Linked DNA regions of Anser cygnoides: region 1 is linked to region 2. A link is a contact called in public Hi-C data. All regions are on one chromosome and are shown on one strand. Each heading gives the region's core, a stretch centred on a gene start, on an enhancer-like site or on the middle of the called end of the contact. The rest is flanking DNA. Distances are from core to core; before and after follow the strand shown.

Region 1 (7,001 bases), core at 336-2,835, 130 kb after region 2:
CGTGAATAAACTCCAAAATCCCGACCCGTGAGCGAGCTGGCCGGCAGCGTCCCCGTGCAGTGCGGAGCCGTTCGGCGCGAGCTGCTTATTTGGAAATGGCATTTTTCCGCAGGGTACCACCTTATATGCCTGTGCTGTCATGCCGGAGCCGTTCAAACGGATGCTTTTTGCATTACAGGGTGCGACACGCGGTAGTGGGGAGCGGGAGCTCGGCTGCAGCTCTCCGCGATGCCTGCACCTCGCGGCGCGCCAGCCAGGAACCTGCGAAGGTTTTCCCCTCGCGCCGCTCCCGTCTGGCTCCCGGCCTCGTCCCCGCTCCCCTTCCTGCCGGGGCCGAGGCTCAGCCCCGGCTTCGCACCCCCCGCCAAGGCAGCGCCAGCGTTGCGTGACCTGGAGCTTAATTCGGACACGGGAGCCACCTGCGGGCCTTTGTCCTGGAAAGGCGCTCGCGGTCTGCCGCGCACGAGAGCGGCGTTCGTAGCCCTGGAACAAGAAGCAGTTCCCCGGCTGAGGCTTTGCTCTGTGTTGGAGATGGAAGCAGGCGGCAATGAGCTGATTTAAAACTGGGTCCCTGGCGGTGGGGCTCGTCCAGAGCCCCCTGTGCTCGCCCCTCCTGTGGGGCACACGCACGGCGCCGCTGCTCGCACGGCCCTGCGCTCTGCTGCTGGGGGGGCCGCCCTGCACAGCCTTTCTCAGCCTGAGCACAGCCTCGCTAAGGGGTTTTAGTGCCAAACGTTGTATTCCTGCGTGCCGAGCTGTGAGCGTTCCCCTCGGTCTGCTCCACGTTGCTGCAGGGCGTTGCAGAGAAGCGCTTACTGAGGGGAGCAGCCTGCAGGAGCCACTGGCACCCGGAGCCTGCGGGCCGAGGTCTTCGTGCGGGGTCCTCACGGACACCTGGTGACAGCCAGGCTCTGAGCGAAGTTTCCCAGGCTGAAATAAAGCGGGCTTGCAGCAGGGCAGGGCCAGGGAAGGCTGCTGAGGGCCGTGTCGCCAAGCGGGGCCATGTCACGCTTTCCTGCTGACCCCGAGGCCGGCCGGGTGCTGCCGGAGCATCGCCTCGGGGTCGTTTGTCGGGGAGCACCAGCAGGAGAAGGAGGCAGGGAGCAGGGAGCCATCCCCTGGTGCCAGGCCCTGCAGTGCCCCCGTCCCGCGGGGCCCCACGCACGAGCCCAGCTCCTCGGCTGCTGCCTCAGCCCTCGCCACGGCGCGAGCAAGCGGGAGCGCAGCGATCGCTCTCCGGTTTATTTCTGTCGCGTGGATCACATGGCTCTTAATGCTAAATGCTGTGTGGGGGAGGAAGATTCTCCAGCTGTAGAGCTAACAGGAGGTTTTCGGTTGAACTTTGTAGTCGGTTTGGGGAAATGGCAGGCTCCTTCTGACAACCCGCGGCCCCCAAGCGTTGCTGTTCTGCCTGGGACTCCCCTGCACGCCCACACAGCCCCTGCCCCGTCGGGCCCTTACACACGGGCTGTACGTGTGTAAGGCGTGCCCCGTGCCGAGGCAGGGCTGGATGTGGCTGGGGCCTCTGCCGCCGCCGGGCACAGCAGGATCAGACGACGCTGGCGGCATGCGGGGCTCGGCCGCGGGGCTCGGGGTGCTGCCCGGGCTGACTCGTTTTGTTACCGTAAGCACGCTGGGTTTAATTTTATTGTAAGCCATTAAAAAGCTATCCACTTGCCTGCGATCTGATTTCATCTCCTAGCTCTGCTACCGCTGCCAGGGTGACCGAAAGGTGGCTTTGGAGGATTAGGCGGGGGTTCTCCGTCAATGTGCGCGCATCCCCGGGGCGGGTGCCGGGAGGTGCGGTGCGTGCTGGCTGGGGCCGTTTTGGTCCTGAGCACCACTGAGCGGCCCCGCTGGTATCCGGACCCCCTGCCCGAGGGGGCCACGAGAGCCCGGGCACGGCGTGGCACCTGCAAGCACCCAGGAGCCGGCAAAGACACGGGTGGCTGATGTAAGCAGAGCCCGGAGTTGTGCAACCGGCTCGTTGCTGTAGCGAAGCGTCACCCGATCAGCGCGGTTCAGGTGCGCGGCTGGCGACTGGCGCGGGCCCAAGGCTGTTCCTGGTGCTAGGCTCGAGGGGACGATGCGGGGCGGCCGCCTTGTGGCTCTAGGGGGAGGTTTGGCCCTTGTGCTCGTGCCCAAAGCCGCGCTGGCTGCCTCCATCCACACCGGGGGTGTGGGTGGGGACGGGCTCGCCGTCTGCGTGCAGGGAGCTTGCACGCAGCTACCGTGAGCGGTGAGCTCTGCCCGAGGCGCTGCGTCCCCGTCACACCACAACAGGGGCACGGAGGAGGTGCGAGCTGGCTCAGGGGGGAGCGGCGCCGTTTGCTCTGGGCTGGTGGCTGTGATGGAGGGGAGCGCAGGGGACGGGAAGCGCCGGCTGCGCCTGCCCACGAGGCCGAGGTGGCGGCACGGGAGGTCTCCGGCGCCTGGGGCGGCTCAGAAGCGCTGCTGGGGAGTTTGGGCTCGGTGCTGAAACCCCTGCCTAAAAACAGAGAGTGAGAAACGTGCAGGCGGCGCTGTCAGCGCAGGGCTGTGCTCAGCGGGTCCCCGGTCCCGCTGCCGTGCCTGCTGCCGCGGGTCCTGACAAGGGCCCTGCTTGTCTGTCACAGGGTGATGCAGAATAGCTCTTCCTTCGGCTTCGGAGCCTCCCCAGCATGCAGGGCAGTGCCTGGTGTTGTCTGCCCCAGCAGGGAGAGCTGGCTCGAGGCTGCACGTCCTCTTGGAGCTCTGCGTCTCCCCCGCTTCTCATGCCCAGTTTCAGGACCCCGGATCTGGGCAGACCCCAGTGAAGGCTTGGTGGGTTCCCCTCCCCGGCTGCTCGGGTTTGAAGCCCTGTAAATTGGAGAGGGTCATCAGGCAAGTTCTTGTTTGCAGACCCTGCTTTGAGACTCCTCGTGTCCCACCATCTTCTGGGATTCTCAGAGTACTTTCAGCACAACGAAGAGCCTGTTTAGGTTCAGACTTCCATGTAGAAGAGACACAGACGTGTGCTCGCTCGCTGCCTGACCTGGCGCTGTGTTCTGCTGCTCGGGGTTCTCAAGCAGCATCTGAGCAGCCCTGGCTCGAGCCCGCAATGTTCGGACCGGGAACTGCTCACCTGCACTGACAACTTCTACACGTGTGGCCCCTGCGAATGCTGTTCCCGGCCCTCTGTACGCAGCAGGAGCCCTGCAGCCAGCCTGGCTGGGAGCGAGCTGTGCCAGCGCTTAGAAATAGATGGGAGCAGCGTTGGGTTTTCCACTCACACGCACCATATCTTCCTTATGCTTTTTTGTGGGTTTAGGACAGTTGCCTGGTAGGAGGCACGCAGCTCGGCTCCTTGGCAGGGGATCGCTGTGCTGCTCTGCAGATCCGTTTTCTGTCTCTTGCTTGGCTGGCTCCGCGAAAGGAAACTTGCAAGTTTTGTTTCCTGAGCTGACACCTTGGAACTCGGGACGCATCCCCGCAGCGGTGCTGAGCAGCGTGCAGCAGCACCGGGCGCTCGCCGGGCAGGAGCAGCAGGAAGGGCTGCCAGCGCTCCTTGCAGGGGAAAAGAAGCGAGATTTGCATTGAGAAAACTGGGAAAATGCTTTAAGTAGTTGAGCTTCTCGCAGGGCTTAGGCGTGCGGGCCGGCGGGGCCGGCAGAGGTGCTCACTCCTGGTTGTTTTGGGAAGGATGCGGCCGAGCAGCGTGTCGGCTGAGGGTGTGAGCTGCGTGCTGGGGGCCCTGGGGAGGAGAGGACCGGTCCCCTGCTCCGTCCTGCCAGGGCTCGGTCTGCGCCCGTGGCTCGGGTGCAAAGCCCACGGCGTGGCGGTGCTGAAGGGGTGAGGTGGCAACGTTGCCGAGCTGTCAGCCCCTGTCTCGTTAGCGCTCTCTGTTGATGCTTTTAGATGCCTCCAGTTCAGTCCATGCTGTGGTGGTATAAGGCTGCGTACGCTCCCCGAAGCACCATGGCATGAAATGGAGGCTCCTAGAAGCAAGATGGAAGAAGGTACGGTACCGGCGGTGGCCCCGCCACGGAGTCGCTTCCTCTGCCTCTTGCGCTGCTGTTTGCTGGGGGGAGAAGGGAGCGGGGCAGAGCCCCCAGGAGAGGCCGCGGTGGAGGCGATGCCGCTCCTGCCCCAGGTCTGTCCCATCCCGTCCCGTCCCATCCCGATGCATGGTACCAGAGCTGGCGGGCAGCAGGAGCGGGTGCCAGCGCTCCCACCGCAGGGACGCGTCCTTCACCAGAGGCTTTTTTATCTGTGAGAGACCGGGACAGACTTGGAGAGCTGTGAGCGCTCTGCTCGGAAAGGAGCGTGGTTCCCGGGCGCTGCGATGCTCACAGGTTGTGCTTTTGTGTCTCGTTGCATCACAGAAAAGCAGGGTCCAGAGCGGAAGAGGATTAAAAAGGAGCCCGCCACGAGAAAGCCTGGCTTGCTGTTTGGAATGGGCCTTTCAGGAATCCGGGCAGGCTACCCGCTCTCCGAGCGCCAGCAAGTCGCTCTTCTCATGCAGATGACAGCCGAGGAGTCTGCAAACAGCCCAGGTGAGCTTGGGAGCAGCTCCGTGCTGCTGCCCTGGGGGGCGGCGCTGCGAGGGGCGAGCTCTCTCCCTGCTGTTTCTGCCCCCTGTCCGAGCCCTGGTGGACGTCTCCTGCTCCAAAGCAGCGAGCGGCGCGGCACAGTTGGGCGCAGGAGGGCGGCTGCGCTGCCGCAGGGCTCTGCCAGGCCCCTGGGTGCTGGGTGCGGGGGAGCGTTGTGAACCGAGGCCAAACACCAGCCTCTGGTCTTTCGGCGTTCCTTCTGGGGAGCAGGATGAGGCTGATGATAGCCAGCGCGCACTGTAACGTGAGATGCAGCGCAGCTGGAATGTGTTTACCACGGATTTGGGATTTTGGTAATTTTTATCTGTTGCGTGACCCCCCCTCTGGGGTTTTTAGAGGCGCAGCGTGCTATCCGTGTGCGTACATCTGCATCCTACACACGGACGCGGCAGCTTTTAGCCGCCTGTTTTGTTGTCCTTAACGCAAATCTAGCTGCTTATGTTGCTGTTACTTGAAAACCAGCAAAAAGCTGTGTAGTCTTCAGAGCATTCAGCTGTTCCCAGAAAATGTGCTCCCCTCCCAAGGCTGTCAGACCTCACATGTGCTTGGTAAAAGGCCACTTCCCTTAGGAAATGAGGTTTTAGGGTAAGGAGCTGCATTGTCTACTCCTAAATCATGGGATTGCCTACAGTCTTTGCAAGGACTGCAGTTCTCTCCAGCGGGCTTTGGCAGCCTGCAATTAATATCTGTATTACACACACACAGGCTTTCCTCTGTCTTCACATCAACTTCAGAGGCTGTTAACTCTCAGTGCCTTGCGGAGAGCGTTTCAGTGGAGAGGCGAGATGAAACGCGTTGCAACAGCTCCCTCTAAGGGTTTAGGTCTCGCTTTGAGCTGCAGTTCTTGACTGTGTTCTCTCCTCCTCGCAGTTGACACAACACCAAAGCATCCCTCTCAGTCCACAGTTTGTCAGAAGGGAACTCCTAACTCTGCCTCCAAAACCAAAGATAAAGTAAATAAGAGAAACGAGCGAGGAGAGACTCGGCTGCATCGAGCTGCCATCCGAGGAGATGCCCGGCGCATCAAGGAGCTCATCATCGAGGGTGCGGATGTCAATGTGAAAGACTTTGCAGGTGAGCAGCACCACACCAGGAGCTCTGCGCTTTGCCGTCGGGTTGGATGTTCCGCCCGGAGAGTGGCTCCTACCGGGGAAAGTTGTTCCCTTACGACACAGGTTTGCTACCTGAAAAGGAGAGATTAACCAAAAACAATGATTTTGCCTTCAGGGGAGGAAAGCATCTTGCTGTCCTTTAAAAAAAGAAAACTACAGATTTCTAAAAGTAAAAAATCTTTGGAAAACATCTGCTCATGTGTTGGAGCTTGGCAGCCGAAGTCTTGGGCTGTCCCGGCTGCACCCACCCTGCTCCTGCCGGGCTGGGGGTGCGGGTCGTCTGGGGCTCTCGTGGCTCTGTGCTCTTAAACGGGACCGGGACCCTCTGGGCCGTTTCTTGTTCCACGCAGGTGATGCCCGAGAAGTCTGGAGGAGGATTTGCAAAGGGAGGCAGACTGTTTTAGCTCTTTTTTTTTTTACTTAAAACGTAAGAAACGTGCATAAAGATATGAAAACACTAGGTTTGTGGAGTCGTCACTCCGGAGTCGAATGGCTAATGCTGTCAGTCCTGGGGCTGTACCCAACGCGGGGTGCTGCTGAGAGGAACCACGCCACTCCTGCACTCCTGCACTGACGAGGAGGCTAAATTAGCACGAGGCAGCCTCTCTTCCGGCACGTCCAAGAGCTCGACTTCGCTCTTTGCTGTTCTCTTTGCACGATTTTTTGGCTATAAATAGCTATGCGTGTTCCTCTGCCTGGGTGATTAATATCAGTGCTAGACGGAGGTATCGGCTGTGATTAATTCTGGGCACAGGTGCCCCTTGCTAACGCTCCCGGTGAAGGTAACGGGCGAGCTCCCACGGCGCTATCAGCAAAACACCCAAGGAGCCGCGCGCTTTTGCTGGGAAACTTCAAAACAGCTTCTGCTTAAAAATAGTCTGTTTGAACATGATAAAATATTTCATCCTGTGTTCTTCAGAGGTTTGTTTGAGAACGAGAGCCGCTGTTACTGTGGAGATGGGCTGTTTGGTTTCTCTCCGAGATCAGGGCCTGTTTTGCCGTGGCATGGCTGCTTGCTTTGGAAAGCACACAGAAAATATTTGTTAGGTCTGTGTGGGGGATGTTTCGGAGCAGTGTCTGTAGCTCAGAACTCAGCCCTGCTGTAGGAGGCCGTGTTTCTCTTACAGACAAGTTGGAAGGGGAAGGGATTTGAGACCCAGCTCCCGCATGGCATCAGCACATCTCCCAGTTTCATAGCCAGAACTTCGCCTTCGGGTTTGCCAGGGCTGTGCCGTTTCTAGCAGACAGTCTGACTGCCCGCGGTGCAGCCCGAGGGGAAGGTGGGGCTGGTCCTGCAGGGTGCCCCGAACTGCAGGGC
Region 2 (7,098 bases), core at 701-3,200:
CTGCTCCGTCTTCCAAAGACCGTTCCAAAGACAGCCCCCAACTGCCTCTGTGTGCTCAGCAGGTTTCCTCCATCACTCCCAGGAGACCTGACTTACTGACTACTTTCTGTTCCCAAACTAAAAACACAATGGAGACTACCACAGTGAAGAGTTCTTACTCCTCCCTTACAGCAACACAAAGCTTTAAGGCTGACAGGGCCTCTGGACTTGCGAAGTTCTCTTTTGATTCCGCACCACCCTTATTAAAACCAGCAGCCTATAATGGAAAGCACAGTAATATCTTGTTTTCTTCAAGAAAAGCTTTTATAGCAACTGAAATACCCTCTGAATTGTGAAACTCAGAAGCATTCCTATTACATGGCAAGGGTACATTTAATATAAGGGCCTGGAGGGGTGTTTAGGGTGTCCTACAAAAAATAGCCAAGTCCTGCTAATACGAAAAAAATCTGATTAAGCAACAAAAAGATGTTATTGCCTCTCAAATGCCACAAAGCCTCAGTGAAGCGAGCCAGCCTGTCAGCAGTGAAACTGCTAAAGCCCATGCCCTCTAACGTCCACCACATTAAAACAAGATATCCCTTCTGCTACACATCCCTGTGGTCTTCCTTGCTTCTTGCCCATGTCTGGGGAACTAAGGCTATGGTGGAACTCACAATGAAAAGTTAAGGGAACGCCTGCGAGTTTAGGGCTTTCTGTACTGCAGACGGGAAAGTAAAGCACATATTTGCTATAGCTGATTAGGACTTCTGCGCTGCAGCTAGAGCTGCCTCGCTGTCCACTCCTGGGAGCTGCTGAGTACAGCTGAGTACAGGCTTAGTAGAAACGGGGTCACAGGCACCCAAAGCACCCCAAGGGTTGTTTTTAAGAGGCAGGTGAAACTGTCAGGAGTTCTCAAAAATCTTCTCTGAGATGAGGAATTATTTAGGCATTTTCTGATAAAAAAAAAAAAAACAAATAGTGAAAACCTAATTTCTATATTAGGAAATAACTGACCCAGTACAAACATCCTGTTTCACACGCTCTACTAAGAACAGCACAGAACGCCTCTCCGTTTGCCCAGGCTCACCCCCCAGTAATGATGCTGCAGCCTGGAAGCAGTTAAGTGTCAGATTATGAAAACCAAAGCTTGCCTAGAGGGCAGTTCAGATCAAAACCCACCAGATTCAAATCCCTCAGGTGAAGTCAAGCGTTCTGGGAACTCTTTTCCCCCCTCCCTCTAATATATTGCTACAGGGTAATCTCCAGAGGTTCCTCTGCTGGCACTTGCACAAGTGACAGGGAAAGGCTGACAGGATGTTCTCAGAGGGAGAACAGTACTCTACTGTCTTTCAGTTTTTTCTGCCAATTCATCAAAGCCTGGGCTTTGAGGCCAAAAAGAAAAATCTCTAATTTCTTCCTGTTGCTGTTGAGGATGGGGTAGCCTGTTTGCTTTTGCTATTCATGTTTATGTAGCAGGTGTCCAGAGCAGAAACAAAAACCCAGAGATACTTCCACTTTATTTATTTTAATGAAAAAACAAACCAACCACCAACCATCCAGCTTTGAATTCCCCTCTTTACTATTTTGCTACTGGTCATTTTCCCTGAGCTACTGGCTCAGGTTGCCTGCAGAGTCAGAAAAACAGGTCCATTTAGGGTCTTGTTCACAAAACCTTTCTCCAGCTATGGCATTCAAGATCTTCCAGACAGCTCTGTCTACAAGAGGAACCGGTTAAGACCCAACTGTCTTCCTGGAACATAACCCGATCACCTGATCCTTCTCTCAAGGAGCTGACACAGATTAGCAAGACAACAACAGAAACGGCTGGGTCACTTACCTGCAATCACTCTTTCCACGGCATACTCAAAGTTGAAAGTATCAATGGATTTGTGACCTTCTCTAGCGGCATGAAGAGCAGCTTCGTTGCATATATTTGCTATGTCAGCTCCTGTAGACAAGAGTTTACAAGAATTATATTGCGTTCGTTATGTGACAGACATTTTAGGGGACAGAAAAGGCAGGAACAGATCTAGAGAGAGACCTAAGGAAGTCAAATAGCCTGCACTGCAAGCTCCTCTTTGTTCCTTGGGAACAGAGAGCAAACCTAATCCATGGTGTTTATGTTGGATTTGAACAATACAACTGCCTTGGCAATGAACGCTGCGTTGCCACACAGAGGACAGAGTTCAGCAATCAATTAACAGGCTGAAGCCAAGGCTGGCTCTCAACAGCAGGGGAGTGGCGTGGGCAGCCTGGATTGGCATGGGCCGCCGCGCTGCTCATACAGCGACCGCACAAACCTCTGTGCAGAAGAGAAAGAACATCTGTTCTGAGTTTGTGTGTGTGGGTGATGGTGGTGGGGGGCTGCCGAAAGAAGTCACGAAGAGGCACTGTGCTGGGGCCTGTTAGAGGGGAAACCCAGAAAGGATATTCCAGGAACTCCACATAAACAGGAACTCTGGAGCCCCTTGCTCAGCACTGTTTCAAAGTCCCAGGGACCTACCCTGGAAACAGGCTCAGTGCAGGAGCCAGAGCTGTCCAATTTCTACCCTGACCGACGAAGGAACTGCTATTCATTCCTCCCATCATTTTCCTGGTAACACATATCAACTTAAGAGTCTTTCCACATCTCAGCGTGAAGCGCAACACCTCATCCTTGACAACAGCTTTGGAGCAGAGAATGAAGAGTGGTTCCTCCCCTTTGGAATCAGGATTCAGGCACTGTAAAAGTGTTTTCCTCCAACCTCCACACCCTGCCAGAAATTTCAGAAGATTGAAAATAGCCACAAACAATTGCTTATTGCAACTCCATTCACCAGGGAGCTGGTTAGGTTCCCACTATTTCAGTGGAGAAGATTTGAAGTGGAGGGGAAAAAAAAAAAAAGCCCTTTAGACCAAAATACCCTCTTAAAACTAAGCAACTGAGAAGCTTCGGGTTGAACTGCAGAACTAGCAAGCATGGAAGGAGGCAGAACAGCCCCACAGGGACACAGCATGTCATACCGCTGAAGCCTGGAGTCAGTTCTGCAAGGTGCTGCGAGTAGAAGCTGGCGTCTTGGATCAGTTTGAGACCCTTCAGGTGCTGCTCAAAGATCTCTCTTCTCTCCTGCGAAGAACACAGAGCACTCGCACGACAGCGAACACCCGAGCCCAGCAAGCCTTTGCAACATGGCAGCTTGCCTGCTCCCTGTCCCAGGGAGCAGAGGAGGAGCCAGACCTCTGGCAGCGGGGACAGGAGCACTGCCACCAGAGGGCAGGGCTGTCCTTACAGCACTTCAGCTCTTACGGGAGCCCCGATAATCACCCAGCTCTCAAATTCGGAACAGATGTACGAAGGCTTACCGTGAGTCACTGCTTTCTCTCTCAGGGCCACTCTCTCCTCCAAACTTTCACTCTGATCTGCCTTTTAACTTTTCTCTCCCCGTAAAAGCACTTGCAGGAAGGAGCTCTGAGTGCCTCTACCTGCTCCTCCTACACTGCAAACGAAAACCCCATCTACTAGCGACTTAGCCTGCAACCACTTCCCAGACAAAGGTGGGGGTGAGATGATGGCTGGCGGGCAGCCAAGCAGTGACTCATTCAGCTGGTCCAGGAGATCCTGATTAAAACAATGGGCTCAGTTGCCAGGGTTTTTCCCCTTCCTCCTTCAGGGCAGCTGCACGGTTCATGCTTCCGGTGCCAGATTGTATCAGGCATTTAAGGTATTTTAAGTGAAAACTCTGAGGACAACAGTAAAGCACAGATGGAAGAAGGAAGAGGCTGTGCTGGCAGAGCGGACAGACCTTTACTGCAGCTGAGCCTGTTTCCAAAGCTCTGCTACAAACGTCAACACAGCAGCCGTGGAAGACTCCCCTAGTAAATGGATTTAACAAGCATTCAGAAGGAAAGTCACTTAGCGGGCTGTCTGAAGGGAAACAAAGAGCCTGACAAGGACAGTGAGGACAACAAACCTGCGAGGCAAATGATGCTCAAAGCGCACGACAATTTGAGCTCTCCCCCACAAGCCAGCTTGCCAATTAGGTGGTTCCCAACTTCCTGGGGAGAAGACTATATATAACGTTCTGCATCTGCATGGCAAAGAGCCTCACAGGAGAATCTTCTGCCAAAGCTCGTATAGGAACAGATACACTTAAAAACAGCGAGCTGTCATTTCACTGAAACAGGCAACTACATTAGCATGTCAAATCTCTGATTTAGGGCACATAAATAATAACGAAGGCACACAGAAAGGCATGCTATCTCTATCTTCTCCAAGCTCAGCCTTTGCCAGGCCCGTGAATCATCAGCAAGCAAAGGACTGGGACACTTTTGTCACTAGCATTATAGGAAGGACAGGGCAGTACGTGGAAAATACCTGGAGCGTTGGAAGATCAATGAAGATGTGCCTGTCAAGCCTCCCAGGTCTCATCAAGGCACTATCCAAGACATCAGCACGGTTGGTGGAAGCCAGCACTATAACGTGATCTGCGGTCCCCATTCCTGTAGCAGAGCAAGCAAAAACAAAGGTGAAGGTTTCCACCACCACAAAGAGCAACCACACAAAGGGACGAGGCCGGGCAGGATGCAGAGAACATCTTACACATCTTTATCACAAAGGACGCATTTACGACATCCTTTGGGGCAGCTGAGGCTGAGAAAGTGTCCTGTTCCCTAGGAGCACGAGGCAGGAAGGAACCTCCCAGGTCACCCGGGCCAGTCTCTGGTCCTTGTGGGCACTCTGAAATTCCCTTTTCAGTTACTTAAACCCCAGCCTAAAACTTTTTTTTTTTTTTTGCCACATGTTGAAATTGCTCCAACTGGAAGCCAGAACAGAATCGTTCTGTTCAGATGAGCTGGGATGTGCCTTCTCACCCCCAGCCTTAAGTCAATTCCCGCTTCTTTAGCTCCAGTTGTACAAACAACACTTTTTAGCTGAAATAGCATTTTCCTCCCCAGTATTCCCGCGGAAAGCCCGTCCAGCTTTCATTTACTTTTAGCCCTCAGTCACAGACTGATCACCAGGGAAGGGACAGGCTTCCTCCTGACCAGCTCACGTTAATGCAGAAACAGAAGACGCAGCCTTGACACCCAGCAAGTGCCATATTACAGCACGACTCGATCTGCGTCTTTTCACTCGCCTTTTATCACTCCATTGGCGCCCAGGCATCCCGCAGACCGGTGCAAAGCCCAGCCCTGCAGAACATCCCACAGACACCACGTAGGCAGGGGCAGAATGTGCCCGAACAGCTCCGCAGTGATTGTTAGCAGACACCAGCTCAAGCCACAGCCACAAGGTTTTGTCTCCGGGTCTTAAAGATGAAGGGAGCATCAGGATTTACAGGCTTTGCGAGAGCAGCACGGAGGCATCAAAGGCAGACAGGACTTCCTGGGGAAGCCGGAGCACTAACAGCTGGAGGAGGGCAGAACGGGGCAGGTGGCTGCGCTGCTTGGGTGGGGAGCCAGGGATGATGCTGAATCACCGAACCACGCTGCTTATTTATTACATTCCACCGGGTGCCCAGAGGCCTCTGGTGTGAGTCACCTGCTCGGAGCCGATTCAGCCGCCCTGGCACGCAGCAGCCTTCCCAGGGAACGGCCGCGTTAGCCCCATGCGCTTCTGCCCTGACTGCCAAGTCACACACTGCAGAAAGCGGCTTTATGCACGTAAGCTGGGTGGGTTTCAGCTCTCCCCGGCTTTGCCGAAGAGCTGCCAAATGTGTCAGCGTACAAGAGCTCAGCAGAGAGATTAGGGTTACAGGTGAGGCAGAGGACTGGCTCTGTCAGCTTGCACTACAGCGAACCTCCGTTCTTCCTCCCTGCAGGATGCTGTCTGAATAAGCTCCCGGAGAGGATGAAGCCGACCACTCTTCAGGCACGTATTACGCTGCGCTCTGGAGGGTGATAAACAAGCAGAGAGACTGGCAGGCACTTGGGGGATAGCAAGCTTCCTTCACGTGGTAGGATTAGACGGTACGGTACATTATCAGCTCTGCAGCTGGGAAGACGCGGCCTTAAAATAGGTCTATCAGAACAAGCATAATAAAAACAGAACCGCTGAGTGCATCCTCCTCACGTCAGCTTCTGCCCCACTTGTTCTCCAGCCTGCAGCCCAGCGGCGCAGAACAGCTCCGAGAAACCTACACCAGCAGCCTCTGAGTCACATCCCAGCTCCCGGCACCGTGTCACCTGGCATGTGACAGGCTTTGGCTTCCACAGGCAACGATCGGTCACAGGAACAGGCTATGAAAACACCACCTCAGTAACAGCAACAAGTTAAAAACGGTTCTGAAAATCTAGCCCGAAGAGAGCCTTCATATCCATAAAGCTTACAACTTAACCCACTTCAAAAGGAAAGGAGAAGGGGCCACCTGAATTGCTTAGTGCTCTCCCCCCCCGCTGCCAGAGCTGCCCCGATGGGCGTCCCATCTGCGTTACTACACCGTCCTTCCCCAGCCTCTCATTCAAGGCATTTTGGACATCATCTGTGCGCAGCGTCACTGAAACAGGGCCACCGCTGCGAGGGAAGTCGCAGGGTCACACGCCTGCACGTGGCACACGTCAGGCGAGAGGGCTCGTCTGAGGACTTCAGGCTGCCACCAAAAGCAGGCCTGCGTTTTTATTCACAAAACCAGGAATCAGCCCCGGCCTGTCAGGCTCCTCTCAGATGCGTTCAGAAGGGCGGAGATATTTGGGTCACATTCCTCTTCCGCTTGTTTGCGGCTTGTGAGGGAAGATTCACTATTCGGAGCAGGCACCTGTTCCGACGAAGGCTGGAGTACGAGTCGCTCTGCTTTTAAGGCAGCTTTTGTACGCACAGGCTCCGTCCTGCCCCTTCTCCCACCCCATTCCTGGGGCTTCCAGAACGTGAAGCAAGCTGCCAGAGTGATGAAACCAAGGTAGCTTGCAGGAAGAGGCTACAATTACTCTAAAACCCGCACACCAGCGTCAGAGCACACTGCACGTTGCATCCTGCACAGCTCCGTGTAACAGCCCTTGGTGCCCTTGTCCTTCCCGCAGCCGGCAGAGGGGATCCGTGAGGCTCTGACCCTCCTCTTCCTTCCCCACCTCACCTATGAGTAATCTCGATCCAGCACACGCATTCCACAGTCGCTGCTAAGCTGATGATTCACAGATCTACTT

Evidence for each region. Hi-C and Micro-C count contacts between places; a contact is called where the count stands out from the background.
Region 1: a contact with region 2 is called in a Hi-C map of liver, with 3 times the contacts expected there. The contact joins two enhancer-like sites. A contact is called at or near these places in 3 of 7 Hi-C or Micro-C datasets (all in liver).

Annotation. Positions count from the first base shown.
Region 1 is chr12:1,620,361-1,627,361 of Taihu_goose_T2T_genome, forward strand. ANKRD11 (ankyrin repeat domain containing 11) reads left to right here. Exons shown (of 10, transcript XM_067004302.1): 5 at 4,344-4,514; 6 at 5,442-5,645. Among named protein-coding and RNA genes, the nearest start is that of SLC22A31, 18 kb to the right of the region's middle. Within about 2 kb of position 1,586, at least 1 of the 3 cell types and tissues checked has open chromatin away from gene starts, as enhancers often do. A contact at or near this core is called in liver, where this site is marked.
Region 2 is chr12:1,485,166-1,492,263 of Taihu_goose_T2T_genome, forward strand. It overlaps SPG7 (SPG7 matrix AAA peptidase subunit, paraplegin), which reads right to left. Exons shown (of 17, transcript XM_048075057.2): 10 at 4,334-4,458; 11 at 2,983-3,085; 12 at 1,817-1,927. Among named protein-coding and RNA genes, the nearest start is that of RPL13, 11 kb to the left of the region's middle. Within about 2 kb of position 1,951, at least 1 of the 3 cell types and tissues checked has open chromatin away from gene starts, as enhancers often do. A contact at or near this core is called in liver, where this site is marked.